Linked DNA regions of Sus scrofa: region 2 is linked to region 1. The links are chromatin contacts, called in public Hi-C maps. All regions are on one chromosome and are shown on one strand. The core of a region is the stretch at or near the end of the contact, and the rest is flanking DNA. Distances in the headings are between cores, read along the strand shown.

Region 1 (2,686 bases), core at 78-2,577:
CAACTACCTTCAGGGATTTTTAAAGTTAAGCACTCTGTCACTGACACTGTGTCTGATGCCAGCACACCCGAGACACAATAGCCCAACCCCAGCAACCCCCTTGCCAAGCCCTTCACCTCCTGCATCCCATTCCAGGAATATCTATGCCAAGGGGCTCCCCAATAACCCACCTCCCCAGCCCCAAAGAAGGTCTGGGTGCATGAGGAGAAAAGAAGAGAATGTAAAATTATTTGTTAAAAAAACAGTTCTCCTTTTATAACTGGAGAGATTCAAGGCAGAGCTCAGAAAGGACTTCCAAGTGGGAGCGATGATTGCAGTGAACTGCGGTGGAGAAGAGGGAGTGTGCAAGATAGGATTGCTCACCCTCAACCCCAGGTTAGAGCCAGGGTAGCTAAAGGCCAAGAGCCACCAGGGCAGAGCAAAGCAGGAGTGACAGGAGGACCCTGGAGGCCAGGGGATGGGAAAGAAGCAACTTGCTTCTTTCTGGGCCCAGGGCTGCTCTCCAAGTACCAGAGAGAGGAAGGCATTAGGCTCCTGCTGCCCTTGTTGGAGGAGAGATGCTGGGTCTCCTCCATCCCTCTGGCTGCTCCCACCCAGCCCCCAGCCTGGGTCAGCCGGCGAGTGGGGGCAGGGAAGAGGAAAAGGAGGCAAAACTGGGGCAGGAGGCACCCCCAGACTCCATAACTCATCAGAATTCAGCCTCACCCGGTGTGACCGGGGGTCCCTAGGACTCTCCCGCTGTCCCCTTTGGAGCCAGAGCCCACTCACTGCCTTATGGCTCCCCCGCTCCTGGGGTCCCTCCAGGAGGGAAGGAGAGATCGGGGCATCAGTGTCTGGCGCCTCCACCCTCACTCATACATACACCCCGTGTGTTTAGGAAAGTGGGGTCCCTGTCCACCTGCCACAGTCCACAGGGCTCTTCGCCTCCCGCAGACACTATCCCCCGCGTCCCGGACATCGCCAGCCTGCCCGGTCTTGCCCATGCCCCCGCCTGCCTGCCTGCCAGCGCCCCCGACCCCCTGGCCCACCCGGGCCAACTCCGGCCAGTCCTACCTGCTCCAGGCGGGGGGCTCAGCGCCCGGGCAGCCTCCCTGAACACCAGCACGAGGAGCCAGAGCTCGGCCCGCATGGTGGGGGCCAGGACCCGCCCCCGGCCCGCAGCTGCCCCCGGCCCGGGCTAGGGAGCGCGGTCCCCGGGGCTGGCAGGCGGAGGGGTGGGTGGCGGAGCGGCGGCGGATCGCGGGGCCCGCGAGCAGCGAGAGCCGCCGAGCGCCAGCCAGCGGGCGGAGAGCGGGCGCAGCAGCCTCGCGGGGCCGGGACCCGGGAGGGGGCGGGGCGGGGGCGGGGCGCCTCCGGAGCTCGCCCGGTCGCCCCGGGTCCTCCCAGCTCTGCCCAGCGCGCCCCGAGAGCTCCTGCCGCTGCACCCGAGGCGGGGGTGGGGAGGTGCGGAGGGAGGAGGAGGGGGACCGGGCGGGAGCCCCCTGGGCTGGGAGAACCCCCCGCAAAGAGCATCGGTCGCCCCCACACTGCACCTTAGCTCCTGCCTCCCTTCCCCTCCTCCACTCCTCGGGGAGCGGGCGGCAAAGCAAAGGTTGGAGGGGGCCAAATCCGAGGAAGGAACCCGCGCGCCCCTTCCTCGGACCACGGGCTGCTATCATCCACCCCCGACCCAGCTCTACCAGATTTCCCGACTTTCTGGGCTGTTCCTCGGAGATACCCATCCCCGCCCCAGGAATCTCCCCTTGCTGCAGAGGCCTGGAGTCCACGCCCTCCCATGGCTCCTCTCCACTTTATCCGCCACCCCCACCCCCCATCTCCCACTGCCAGCAACCTCTGGTCCCCCAGGCCAGCAGACACGGGGATGGACGGGGCCTGGCTCATCCCTACTTTGAAATAACCTGGACTTCTCCCCACACCCAGAAGGGGACCGAAGCCACCCTCCTCTCAGGGACCCCAGGCCTCCTTACGGCCCAACACAGTCACTCTCCAAAGCCTGCCCCAGAGCAAGGAAACGTCTCACTCCAACTGCCACCACTTATAACAGGCTCTAGGGATAGATCACTTTTTTTTTTTTTTTTCCCTTCCAGAGCAGAATAAAAATACCCACAACTTAGGAGATTTAATAGACAGCAGGGAATCAGGTCAGGACACGGAGGTACCTGTTCGCTCCCCGACCTACTTCGGGCGATGGCATGGAACTCAGGCGCTGGATGGTGAGAGAGTGAGCGGTGAGGGGGGCACCCTGACATATATGAGGCTGGGGCCCAGGGACTGGACAACGCAGAGGTGAGCGCCATTGAGGGAATTCCCCCAGGAAAAGGGTGTGCCCGGGGTCTGGAGGAGGAACAGCGTGGGCTGGAAGAGGCGGGTTGCCTGGCATTGAGACAAAGAGGGGACCAGAGAAGGAAACGAGAACTAGACTCCCTAAAAGTTCAGAATGCCAGTTCCTCCTTCCTCAGGACCCAGGGTCCCAGAAGCGACCTCCTCCAGCCCTAAGCCCTTATGCATTCACAATGGGACAACACGAGGTCTGTCTGTAAGTTCTTCTTGTTGTCTAATTTAAATTGAGATTTTGCAGACACAGGTTCAAAAAGGCTGCTGCCCCCAGCTGTGGCTTCTTGCTGCCCTCTAGTGGCCGCGTGACGAGCCGCAACGCGCGTGTTTTGCGGTTTTCCTCACTTTTCCA
Region 2 (2,686 bases), core at 62-2,561, 290 kb before region 1:
CAATTCTGGGCAGACGGGGGCAGTGGGGGTGGGGGAGAGGCGTGCCTGGGCCCCCCGCGGAGACAGGAGGGGCAGGGGTGTCTGCTGGCCCAGGGGTCCCAGCCCCTCAGAACTAGAAGCAGGAGGGCCTAGGAGGGGAGGGAGCAGCCGGGCCCCAGCGTGGAAGAGGAGCCAGTCCGCCAGACCCCTCTGGCCTCTGCGGGCGATGGAAAACATCTCCCCCACCTCCCATCTACCCCTCCACCTCGGCTTCCCCAGGAGCCTAAGTCACAGGATCCGGGACCCCAGTTACTGGGTGGCCGCTCCTACCTTCCCTAGAGCCAAACTTTCGGCGGGGCCCAAGGAGGGGTGTTCCGGAGAAAGAGGCTCCTCCGAGGTGGTTCGGGGGGAGGGGGCGGGGCGCCTAGTCCGGGGATGAGGGGGGGGGAAAGGGACCAGCTGGGGGAGGTGCCGAGAGGACCGAAGCCCCGCGGGGAAGAGCGCCCTCCCCCGGCCCCGCAGCCATCGAAAAGCTCGTCCCCTTCTTCCCCGCGTCAAGTCCTCGCGCGTCCACGACGCCCCAGCGCCCACGGAAGAAGCCGAGAACGGCCCCCTCCCCAGAAAGGGGTCGTGGGGGAGAGCCAGGGGCTGCTCCGGCTCATGGGGAGGGCTGGAGGGGCTGAGATCCGCCCCAGCGCGGAGCCCCGAAGCCCCTGTGGCTGCCTCGGACCCTTCCCCTCGCTACCTCGGGTGCAGGGTCTAGGGGGGCTGCGGCACAAAGAGGTGGTGGTCGACGGAGACGCCAAATCATTAAAAGGGGGAATCCACTTCGGCCATCTTGGAAGGGAGGAAAAGGAAAAGGGGAGAGAAAAACGGGAGAAAGAAAGGCGGACGGGGCGAGCTAGGAGAGGGGCCGGCGGGGGTGGGGCGGAGACCAGAGACCAGGCCCGGCTCAGAGCCTCCCCCACCCGGGTTTGCAAAGGAGGAGAGACCGGCCCCGAGTCCCAGTCCGCAGATGGTTACCGGGGAGAAGAAGGAGAGGAGAGGGGAGTCTGCGTCCTCTTACCTGGGTTCAGGGTCCGGTGGGTCCCGGGGAGGGGGGGATGGGAGGGAGGGAGGGAAGGGAGGGGAGGGGGGGCCGCAGCCGTGTCGCTCGCTCGGGCGGCGGGAGGGGAGAAACACACGGTAAGAAAGGAGTTTGTGAAAGCGGCTCGGGGTGGGAGGGAGAGAGGGGAGGGGAGGGGACGGAGGGGGGAGGGGAGGGACTGGGGCTCGGAAGGGGGGGGAGACAAAATGGCTTTTTTCCTCCCGACTAGAGTAGGTCCCGCCCACTACTCACCCACGTGACCTCATTCCTTCAGGGTGTTTGCGGAGCGGGGAGGAGGGGGTAAGGCTACCGCGGCTGCCCCCCCACCCCCGGGTGCCGGGCCCCCCAAAACTAGGACACGACCTCAGCCTTCCCCATCTGCCCCTGACCCTGGAGGATGACTCCTCTTCTGTGTTACCCGCCTCAACCAACCCCTGCCTTCAAAATGTGGGTGCCCCCCACCCTCTGACCCTGCGATCCTCGCCCCTAGCTGGGGCGCCTGGAAAATGGTGAGATGAGGATTGGGCTGAAATGTGGCTCGCTCTGCAGTCCTCCACGCCTCGGCCTCGACCAAAAGGCACGGTGCTCGGGCTGGGGACACGACGCCCCTGGCCACGCGTCCAGATTATTTTCATTCACTCTAAGTGACACTCCCTTGAAATTAATAACTGCATGGGTGAGGGCGACCGTCTCCTCCCCACCCCCTACGTCCCCTCCGCGACGGATGGCCCGCTCGAAAACGCTGAGCCCGGGACCCACCCCGAGGGAGAAAACCGACGAGGCGGGGACAGAGGCAGAGGCCTCAGGCGGGGGGACGTCTAGCGGCTGGGGCTCGGGTTGCTGAGATGGAGGCTGGAGCCCCCGGTGTGCTTGGACGAAGAAAGGAAGGTAACCCGGGCCGGGAGATAAACAGAAGACTGCACAGCTCTGGCTCCGGGACCGGGACACGATAACGGGCTGAAGGCAAGAGGCCCGAATCCGAGTGCACTAGAAAACGAGGCGCGGGGCCTCGGAAGTGGGCCCGCGCTTTTTCCTGCTAGGTACTGATTCCCGCATTTTTCGCCCGCGCGCGGATCGCGTTCCTCGCTTTGCATAGTTGGTGCGCCTCGCTCGCCCTGGCAGCGGGAGGAGCCCGGTGAGCGCAAAGGCGGCTGGTATTCGCCGACTCCGACCGTCGCTCCGGGCTCCACCTCGCGCTCGAGCTCCGGTCTCCGGTGGCTCCTGCCTGGAGGAGAGAACGAAGGGGAAGCTTGGAAAACCTGGGAGCAGCAGCAGAGGCCAGCGCCAGGGAAGCCGATTGGTACTATGTTATTGGAGACTACAGTGGGCCTGCTTCATTACAACTGTCGATTCGCTTATTCCTTATTCAGAATTTATTAGGGAGGGTCTTTATGTCAGTCGCTACAAAGAGCTCGATTATCCGTCCAGAAGCGCCATTAAGCTCACTGGCGGTGGGTGGCTCGAGTTAGGAAATTAGGAAACGAATCTTGAACAAGCATCGGACCGCCTGCCTCCTCCTTCTACCCTCCTCGCTCGCAGCCCAGGCAGATCCAAAGCTGGGGACTCCGGACTGAATGCTTTCACCCTTTGGCTGGCGACCAGGAAATCTGCGGACCCTGG

The links. A called contact is a pair of places that touch in the nucleus more often than the background predicts.
Region 2: a Hi-C map of epiblast stem cells shows a contact between it and region 1, with 2.0 times the contacts expected there. The contact joins the promoter of PCGF2 here to the promoter of PLXDC1 in region 1. A contact is called at or near these places in 5 of 47 Hi-C or Micro-C datasets (embryonic fibroblasts, epiblast stem cells, heart right ventricle and 2 more) and 1 of 2 datasets of contacts at active chromatin or transcription factors (alveolar macrophages).

Annotation. Positions count from the first base shown.
Region 1 is chr12:23,071,933-23,074,618 of Sscrofa11.1, reverse strand. It overlaps PLXDC1 (plexin domain-containing protein 1), which reads right to left and starts at 1,327. Exons shown (of 14, transcript XM_021067058.1): 1 at 1,054-1,327. The coding sequence starts at 1,129.
Region 2 is chr12:23,361,256-23,363,941 of Sscrofa11.1, reverse strand. It overlaps PCGF2 (polycomb group RING finger protein 2), which reads right to left and starts at 1,311. Exons shown (of 10, transcript XM_021067066.1): 1 at 1,046-1,311.